Linked DNA regions of Sus scrofa: region 2 is linked to region 1. The links are chromatin contacts, called in public HiChIP or PLAC-seq maps. All regions are on one chromosome and are shown on one strand. The core of a region is the stretch at or near the end of the contact, and the rest is flanking DNA. Distances in the headings are between cores, read along the strand shown.

Region 1 (5,181 bases), core at 1,072-3,571:
TGTCTATAGCTCTGATTCAACCCCTAGCCTGGGAAGCTGCATATGCCACAGGTGCAGATCTAAAAAGACAAAAGACAAAAAAATAATAATAATAATAATAATAATTGGAATTCTTCTGTGGTGCAGCGGGTTAAGGATCCAGCCTTGTCACAACAATGGCTTAGGTCACTGCTGTGGCCGAGGAACTTCCACATGCCATGGACATGGCAAAAAAAAAAAAAAAAAGTAATAACCTATACGGGGAAAAAAGGAATGGAGATTTTACATATATATATATATATATATATATATATATATATATTCATAAAAATGATTCATTTTGCTGTAAACCTGAAGCTAATACAATATTGTAAAACAACTATACCACAATTAAAAAAATGTTTAAAAGAGAGAGAGAAAGGAAAAAACTATTTTAGTGGGGAAGACAAGGAAGAACCCTACGGGGTAGAATCAGACTTGGAGACATAATTATGATTTCATAATTTCTAAAATACATGTTTTCTAACTCTTCCTGCGATAACTGTCAGGACCTAGATACAGTGACACTCTGGTAGCAATAAAGGCATGCAAACCGGCATTCGGATCTTGATTTTGAAATATCAGTGTGCACTGAAAAAACTAGAGATCCCTAAAGAAATGGCTGATTCCAAGCCCCGGGGAAAAGATAAAAGATGAGCTTAGAACATCTCGCTGCACCAGAAAAGAAGGAATTGCTCAATACAATCACGGGAGCCAGGTCAAAAGGATACAGGAGTCAGCTGAAAGGGACACCTGCAAGGCCAGATCTCAGGGAATGTGAGCATCAAAATGCCGGTAATGGACACGTTGAATAAGAAATCTTGTGTCCACGCCAATAGATAATAAATAAGTAGACTGCTTTATAACAATAGAATGTTTTAAAAGGAACAGAAAGAAAATGATGGAATTTTTAAAAATCGCCAGTTTGCAACCATTAAAGACTGGGCCAGACAAGACTCATCAATAAATACTAAATCCGTGGGGTGCAAGTAGGAGAACAAGACATTTACGTAATCTCCAAGTATCTCCCCACAAGTTATTTGTCATGAGGGATAATATATCTTTGCTGTGAATAAGACTGGCAGACACGATCTCACTCAAGAGACAAAAATTAACGTTATGAATAATGAGACAAACCAAGATAATGCACTTTTGAGGTAATACACTGAGCAGAACACGACATTACCCATCTAATTTTCCTACCCAAAATGCATAACCTATTTCTCAACATGAAGGGACATCCAAAAATTCCAAATTGAGGGCTATCCTATAGAAGGCTGAGAAATTGTTCTAGAATAAAGATGACGAAAAAGACATGATCGCTAAATGAAATACATCATCCTGGATTGGCTTTATATTAGGGGAAAAAAATGCTCTCGAGGGCATTATTAGGACAACTGATAAAACTGCAATAAGGACATCATACCAGTGACAAAGTATTGGAGTTCTCGCTGTGACACAATGGGATCAGCAATGTCTCTGCAGTGCTGAGACACAGGTTCAATACCCAGCCTGGTGCAATGGGTTAAGGATCCATCGTTGTCACAGTTGCAGTGTCGTGCGAGGCTGCAACTCAGATCTGCTCCCTGGCCTGGGAACTCCATACTCCACATGCCTTGGGGTGGCCGAAATGCGGGGGGAGGGAAAGAAGTATTCCATTTCTGTTAAGTTTTCTGAATTTCATAATTGTACTGTAGGTGTACTGAAGAGAATATCATTCTTTGAAACTACCTTCTGAAATATTAAGGGATAAAGAGACAATGTATCCAATCCATTTTTTCCAATGGCTCAGGAAAAATTACATATATGTATATGTGTGTGTACATATACACACATGTGTGTGGGGGTGGTGGGGGTGTGTGTAAGAAAATAAAGCAAATTTGCCAAGTGGTAAAAACTGGATTTTTTGAGAAAAGGGTATTATGTGAGTTCTCGGCATTATTACAATCTTTCAGTAAGTTTGAAATTATCCCCCCCCCCGCCCAGATTTTTAAAAATCACATCAACTTTGTACACAGTATGATACTCGTTTCTCTTCTAAGTTGAACTGTGTGTCAGAGGGCTGGCTTAGGCTCCACTTTCTCTTTGTTACCGTGTTCCCTGTCTCCATGGGGCTAGTGACTAGGACTCTGAGGAAGGCGCATGTTTGACAGAGCATAAAAAAATAGAAACAGAAGCTCCGAACATCAGAGGTTAAGATCTAAAAAATCCCATGCGTGTTTGCAAAACTTCCAAGCCCTTCTCTGCTGACATTAGAAAGGCATTGCTACATGGGCCTCACGTCCTGAACTTCCCCCAGATAATCCCACATGACTTTCCCAACTCACGGATTTTCCATTTGGTCACCCACTCAACCTTCAGCACAGTCATATCTTTTGCAGAGCTAAAAATAGCCATTCTGTCAAGTGGGAAGTTAAATAAAGTACTAGTTACAGTGAAGAAGATAACTTCCCCAAGGCTATTTTTTTAAAATGATGACAATGCATCAGCAAATCAAAGATTTCGACAAAATAAAGGCATGAAAGGTGCTCTGTGGCATGGAGTTGATCACTAATTCTTACCTCAGTGGGTAGGATTGCCAGCTCTGGAGCCAGATCTCCCAGATTCAAATCTTGAATTTGTCCAGCTGCCTAACTTCACCTTTTTTTTTTTTCTTTCTTTCTTCTGTTTTTTTGCTTTTTAGGACTGCGCCTGTGGCATATGAAGGTCCTCAGGCTAGGGGCCAAATCGGAGCTACAGCTGCCAGAGCCACAGCAATGCAAGATCTAGAGCTGCATCTGCAACCTACACCACAGCTCATGGCAACACTGCATCCTTAACCCACTGATCAAGGCCAGGGACTGAACCCACATCCTCATGGATCCTAGCTGGGTTCGTTACCACTGCGCCACCATGGAAACTCCTGCTTGACCTTTCTAATCCCTGTCTACACCTGTAAAATAAAGGCTGTAAAGTCCCTACCCAGAGATGAACTTCACAGACACACTGAACAAAAGCCAAAAACAGGAGAGTATGTATTATAGAATTCCACTCATAGGAGGTTTGAAAACAAGTAAAACTGTAGTGATAGAGGTCAAAATATTTGCTACCTTTGTAGAGGGGAGGGTACGGACTGGAGCCTTCTAGGTGGTGGAAATGAAATTTCCCTTGATCTGGGTGTTCTCGACAGAGATCTGTAAACATTCATTAAGCTGTACATTAAAGGTCTGTTATACCTCAAAAACTAAATGAAAACACGGTACCAGACAAAATTGTTGTGAACATTAAATGGGAAAATATATACAAAGCACCTAGTACATGATAAGCATTCAATATGTCGTTAGTCATATTATTATAATATGTTATAATAATAGAATTGTTATGGAAGATGAATCTTTTTATCAGTCCTCAGTTCTTAAAAGTTTTTCATACCATTTCAAACTTCTTTCTCCTACCTTTGCAGCTTTATATTGCCCTTTAGATAAAGGGATTTAGATAAAGGGATTATAGAGTTCCCATTATGGTTCAGTGGGTTATGAATGCAACTAGTATTCATGAGGATTTGGGTTTGATCCCTGGCCTTGCTCAATGGGCTAAGGATCTGGCGTTGAGGTGAGCCACGTTATAGGTGTCAGATGCAGCTAGGATCCTGCTTTGCTATGGCTGTGATGCTTAGATAATGGGATTACAGTTGACTCTTAAGCAATGCAGAGGTTAGAGGTGCTGACCCTCTTCTCAGTGGAAAATTTTCATAATTTATAGCCACTCTCTTTACCCTCCCCTTTACCACCCCCACTTTCCCATGTTAATGGTTCCACATCTGCAGATTCAACTGCAGACCATGTCATACTGTAGTATTTGCTATTGAAAAAATCCATGTATAAGTGAACCCACAAAGTTCAAACCTGTGTCATTCAAGGCTCAACTGTATGTACAGTTTAGAAATCTTTAAAGAGCTTTTTTTTTTTAAGATGTAAAAAAGGTGGCCAAAAAGATGTGCACTTGGATAGGAGTTCCTGTTGTGGCTCAGCTGTTAAGAACCCCACATAGTGTCCGTGAGGATGCAGGTTTGATCCCTGGCCTTGCTCAGTGGGTTAAGGATCTCACATTGCTGCAAGCTGTGGCATAGGTCTCAGATGTAGCTTGGATCCCACACTGCTGTGGCTATGACATAGGCCGAGAACCCATATGCCGCAGGTGTAGCCATTAAATAAATAAATAATAAATAAATAAGTTTCCGTCGTGGCTCAGTGGAAACAAACCCAACTAGTATCCATGAGGACGCTGGTTTGATCCCTGGCCTCACTCAGTGGGTTAAGGATGTGGCGTTGCCGAGAGCTGTGGTGTAGGTTGCAGATGCAGCTCGGATCCCTTGTTGCTCTGGCTGTGGTGTAGGCCGGCAGCTGCAGCTCCGATTTGACTCCTAGCCTGGAAATCTCCATATGCTGCAGGTGCGGCCCTAAAATGACAAAAAGACCAAAAAAAAAAAAAAAAAAAAAAAAAAGTGCACTTGGAAATAACACTAAATCAACAGAAAGGATTTGCATGGAAGTCCCCAGAAGTTGGCAGGCTACAGATCTTCAAGGGCCTATGAGAATGAGTAAGCACCAGGGCTGGGCTTTCTGTTTCAGTAAATGCTAAATTCTAGAGGAAGTTTAAACTGAAGGGAAAAGGTTCAAGAAAAGACAAAAGAACAATGGAGTTGCTGTCATGGCTCAGTGGTTAATGAATCCCACTAGGAACCATGAGGTTGCGGGTTCGATCCCTGGCCTTGCTCAGTGGGTTAAGGATCTGGAATTGCTGTGAGCTGTGGTGTAGGTTGCAGATGCAGCTCGGATCCCGAGTTGCTGTGGCTCTGGTGTAGGCCGGCAGCTACAGCTCCGATTCAATCCCTAGTCTGGGAACCTCTATATGCCTCAGGAGCGGCCCTAGAAAAGGCAAAAAGACAAAAAAAAAAAAAGAGAGACAAAAGAACAATGTCTTTGAAACATGTTTTAAAGGAAACATTACCAGTCCTGCTGAGTCAGCTCACCCTCTGAAGATCATCTCGATTTTTCTTTGGCATGCTAGATTTTCTTAAATATTACCCTCAGTTAAGTCACACAGTTATTTTTTAGGACTTACCTTTATAAAAGCATAGCCAGCACCATTATCTGTAATAGTGAGACCAAGCGAATCCTCAGA
Region 2 (5,181 bases), core at 913-3,412, 280 kb after region 1:
TTGCTGTGGCTCTGGCGTAGGCCGGTGGCTATGGCTCCGATTGGACCCCTAGTCTGGGAACCTCCATATGCCTCAGGAGTGGCCCAAGAAATAGCAAAAAAAAAAAAAAAAAAAAAAAAAAGAAATGTACGACAGGGTCACTTTGCTGTGTACCCCAGATACTGGCACAACTTTGTAAATCAACTATACTTTAATAAAGAATGTAAAAAAAAAAAAAGCTTAGGAGTTCCCGTCGTGGCGCAGTGGTTAACGAATCTGACTAGGAACCATGAGGTTGCGGGTTCGGTCCCTGCCCTTGCTCAGTGGGTTAAGGATCCGGCGTTGCCATGAGCTGTGGTGTAGGTTGCAGACGCGGCTCGGATCCCGCGTTGCTGTGGCTCTGGCGTAGGCCGGTGGCTATGGCTCTGATTCGACCCCTAGCCTGGGAACCTCCATATGCCGCAGGGGCGGCCCAAGAAATAGCAAAAAGACAAAAAAAAAAAAAAAAAAAAAAAAAAAAAAAAAGCTTAAACAGGGCTATATGTCAATTACAGCTAAATAAAACCAGAAAAAAAAGTTTCAGGAATCAAAAGAACTAAGTGAGCTAACAGATGATATTTTCCCTCAATGAAATCACTGAAACAAAAGGAAGGTTATCTTCATAATTTATCTCCTTCCCACCTTACTGAGTCACTAATTTTTTTTTTTTTTTTTTTTTTTTTTTTTTTGGCCACCCACAATAGCATGTAGATGTTCCAAGGCTAGCGATGGAACCTTCGGCACAGCAGCAACCCAAGCTGCTGCAGTGACAATGCCAGATCCTTAACCTGCTGCACCATCAGGGGAACTACCTAGATTCATTAATTCTTGATGTGTTATAACTTACAGTTTTTGCCTATGTGAAATAGTACATGCTCAAAACAGCCTGATCCTAGGCACTACCCAAAAGGAGAGTTCCACAACAGTTGTCTCTGGCTTTCCCTATTTATCAAAACTTCTTATATGCCATGATTGGCCAACATAACAACTGTGACTCCTAACTGGGAAATACAGCTGCCAATACAAAATGAGTAATAGAAGGAAAGAGAAAAGGAGTAATAGCATTTTCTACTCTTTTTTTAGAAGAAAGAAATGGATGACCCAAAGGGCCAAAAGTAATTAAAGGCAGGTCTGCAGTTATAGAGACTTCTGTGGGGCCACTAGAACAGCTGGTCACTCTGTACTACACAAAAGGCCAACGGGACAAGTGGGGGCAGACTCCAGCCCTCATCCTGGGCTTGCATCTTTCTCAAAGAAGGTCAACCTTTTTCTTATCACAAAGGTGCCCTCCCCGAGTTCCCATCGTGGTTCAGTGGTTAACGAATCCAACTAGGAACCATGAGGTTGCAGGTTCAATCCCTGGCCTTGCTCAGTGGGTTAAGGATCCGACGTTGCCATGAGCTGTGGTGTAGGTTGCAGACGCGGCTTGGATCCCATGGTGCTGTGACTCTGGTGTAGGCCAGCGGCTACAGCTCCGACTGGACCCCTAGCCTGGGAACCTCTATATGCTGAGGGAGTGACCCAAGAAATGGCAAAAAGACAAAACAAAACAAAACAAAAAACCCAAAGGTGCCCTTTCCAAGAGGCTACATGGGCCTTTATCTAAATCATACAAAGGACCTGGACGGGCTAACGTAGGTCCTAGACCTAGAAATCCAAGCAGATAAGACACAACTTAAATACAAAAAAGACAAAGGTAAGCAGCAGGAGCACCCCATCAATCTTCATTATACTGCTTTCATCTCTGAACTTACTCTGACTTGCATATATAACACCAGTTAGACCTCATTTTATAGCATTGTTAAACATTTTGAAATTGAGATTATGAGCTTTAATGCAAAAGAGGAAATTACAGGGCAAACTTCTCATGTGTTCTGCAATTTGCTGTCTGTATATTTAGAGGACTGAGTATACAAGTTAAGCCTGTAATTCATGTCACTCCCTAAAAATAAACCCTCAGGGAGTTTATCCTCTGGCCACAGTGATTTTGCAGGAAAGGAAAAGGACAAGGCCTTATAGAGTGTCAACTCCAGGCTGTCTGACATTTGACTCGTGATGATAGGTTGAGGTTATTTCCTTCTGCTGCCAAGCTCTTTCATTGCTAAATGTTCTATCTGGCTGCTTTCCAAAAAGAAAAGAAAAATATCTCTCCAGTGGTCAGGAGGTCCCACTTTACAGCTTTTCCCGGTCTCTGCCAGAGAATTTGTGCAGTCAGTACTCAGCTAGAAAAATTCCTAATTTTCTCTTGAAGGACGTCTCACTGTCTCAATGAAATCCTATGCATAAGTGAACATAAAGATGTATAAAATATTTACATTGTACCAGTCAACTCTTTCACAAGATCCTGCAAACACACAAATTTGACCATGACTTATAATTTTCAGTGGCTCCCTTTTGCCTAAAAGCATAAAACAAGGACCTTCAGGAGTTCCCACTGTGGGCACATCAGGTTAAGGCTCTGGCATTATCTCGGTGGCACTGGTTCAATCCCCAGCCTGGTGCAGTGGGTTGAGTATTGCTGCAGCTGTGGCAGAGGTTGCAGCTGCAGGTCTCATTTGATCCCTGGACTGGGAACTTCCATATGTCTCAGGAGCAGCCATTAAAAAAAAAAAAAAAAAAAAAAATCAATCAATCAATCAATCAAGGACTTTCTTGATTTATCTCCTGCCCATCTTTCTAGATTCACCTCCCACCACTCTCCTACATGTGCTGTGTTCCCAAGACATACCAAACAACTTAAAGTTCCCTGAATTAGTTCCCTCCACTCTACACCTTGACCCATGTTGTTCCCTCTCCTGGGAATGCCCTTTTCTCAAGTTCCTAGTGGACAGTCTTTCTCCAAGTGTCGCACTTTTCTTTGGTGTTTCAATAGCACCTTCTAAACAGATTATTACAGCACTTACTCCACTGTGGTATAAATTTTTTTTTTTTTTTTGCTTTTTGCTTTTTGCTTTTTAGGCCCACACCTGCAGCATATGGAGGTTCCCAAGCTAGGGGTCCAATCGGAGCTACAGCTGCCAGCCTACACGATAGCAACTCAGGATCCAAGCCACATCTGTGACTTATACTACAGTTCATGGCAATGCCAGATCCTTAACCCACTGAGCAAGGCCAGGGATCAAACCCACAACCTCACGGTTCCTAGTCAAATTCGTTACTGCCGCACCACAACAGGAACTCCAAAAATTTTTAATGCCTATCTCCAAAATAAGACTCTGGGTTGCCTAAAAGCAAGAATGAAATCTTCATTTTTGTCTCTTCAGTGCCTTATATCATGTTTGACATATACTAGGAAATCAAATGTTTGCTAAATAAATATTTCAGACCTAAGATTATGAGTTTGTTCTGTTCAAAAAATAGATTACAAAGAGGCATGAACACATCTGAAATATGAAAGCAATTCTGTTAAGCTACAAAAATTCCTAGTTTGTTTTTAAGGGCTAAATTTGTTCCTACACATCAGTATAAAAGAATTTCAAAGTCCTTTGCTTCAGCCAAAAATACAACATTTATCAAACTTATGGCTTAAGACTTGCCTGCTGTTGTGCTATTACAAATACATACTATTCTTTACAGAAAATGTAACCATACAAACTAAAAATCCCAATAATTTTAGAAGAAATCTAACTAGGAGTTCCCTTATGGTGCAATGGGTTAAGGATCCAGCATTGCCACTGTAGCTGGTGGCTTGGGTTGCTGCTGTGACAAGGGTTTGATACCTGGTCCAGGAATTTCCACATGCTGTGGTCATGGCAAAAAAAAAAAAAAAATCTAGTCAAAGTATAGATTAACAACCTTGAACATTATGTGTGTAAGCCATATCAACTACATAATGTGCTTAAAAAACTTTTAGCAGGAGTTTCCATCATGGCTCAGCGGTAACAAACTCGACTAGTATCCTTGAGGATGTGGGTTCTATCCCTGGCCTTGCTCGGTGGATTAGGAAGCTGTGGTGTAGGTCGAAGACATGGCTCAGATCCCGAGTCACTATGGCTGTGGTGTAGGCTGGCAGCTGAAGCTCTGATTTAACTCCTAGCCTGGGAACTTCCATATGCCATGGGTGCAGCCTTAAAAAGACAAAAACAAAAAAATGTAAGCATGCTTCATTTGTCATTAATCAGGTTTATTTTTACAATGGTATTAAATTCCGCAATTTAGGGAGTTCCTGTCGTGGCTCAGCAGAAATGAATCTGACTAGCATCTAGTGGCTGTGGTGTAGGCGGGTGGCTTCAGCTCCTACTTGACCCCTAGCCTGGGAAACTCCGTATGCCGAGGGTGCAGCTCCCCCCGCACCTCCCCAAAAAAGTAAACTCAGCAATTTGGTCCTGCCCTAATAGCCTAACTTAAGTGAACAAAAAATAATCTTTAATTCCTGAATGCACTGTTACAGAAATAAACTACCAAACGATGTAACGATGTATACTGTGTATGATATGATGATGAGAAAAGGCTCCTGAAGTATGAGCCATTCTTTTTTTTTTTTTTTTTTTTTTTTCTTCTCTTCCCGTTTTTGGCTGCTCTGAGGTATATATGGCATTCCTGGGCCAGGGATCAGATCTAAGCCAAAGCTGCAACCTAAGCCACAGTTGCAGCAATGTTGGATCCTTAATCCACTATGCCTGGCCTGGGATCAAACCTGCACACCAGCGCTCCCAAGATGTTGCCAATCCCATTGCTCCAGGTGGGAACTCTGTAACTTGGTATTAGGTTTTAATCCCACAGTCTACCAATCTCTCATTAGTTGCTGTGATCAACTAGAGTCTAAATTTTTTTCCAAAATAATTGAAATAACATAAATTTCTGTTTAATACGAAAAACATATACATATATATTTTTTGGTGTGTCTTTTTGTTTGTTTTGCTTTTTAGGGCCACACTCGTGGCATATGGAGGTTCCCAGGCTAGGGGTCTAATCGCAGCTACAGCTGCCGGCCTACACCACAGCCACAGCAATGCCAGATCCAAGCCATGTCTGCAACCTACACCACAGCTCAGGCAACGCCAGATCCTTAACCCACTGAGCAAGGTCAGGGATTGAACTCACAATCTCATGGTTCCTAGTCAGATTCATTTCTGCTGCGCCATGATGGGAACTCCTGTGTCTTTTTAGGGCCGCACCCATGGCATATGGAAGTTCCCAGGCTTGGGCCAAATCCAAGCTGTA

The links. HiChIP or PLAC-seq counts read pairs in DNA pulled down with a chosen protein or histone mark.
Region 2: a contact with region 1 is called in an H3K27ac HiChIP or PLAC-seq map of skeletal muscle. The contact joins two enhancer-like sites. A contact is called at or near these places in 1 of 47 Hi-C or Micro-C datasets (skeletal muscle) and 1 of 2 datasets of contacts at active chromatin or transcription factors (skeletal muscle).

What each region holds. Positions count from the first base shown.
Region 1 is chr6:135,184,465-135,189,645 of Sscrofa11.1, forward strand. GIPC2 (PDZ domain-containing protein GIPC2) reads right to left here. Exons shown (of 6, transcript XM_003356421.5): 2 at 5,122-5,181. Among named protein-coding and RNA genes, the nearest start is that of GIPC2, 31 kb to the right of the region's middle. Within about 2 kb of position 2,322, at least 17 of the 83 cell types and tissues checked have an H3K27ac peak or open chromatin away from gene starts, as enhancers often do. A contact at or near this core is called in skeletal muscle, where this site is marked.
Region 2 is chr6:135,464,104-135,469,284 of Sscrofa11.1, forward strand. The region is part of intron 7 of MIGA1 (mitoguardin 1); the gene reads right to left. Among named protein-coding and RNA genes, the nearest start is that of MIGA1, 46 kb to the right of the region's middle. Within about 2 kb of position 2,163, at least 14 of the 83 cell types and tissues checked have an H3K27ac peak or open chromatin away from gene starts, as enhancers often do. A contact at or near this core is called in skeletal muscle, where this site is marked.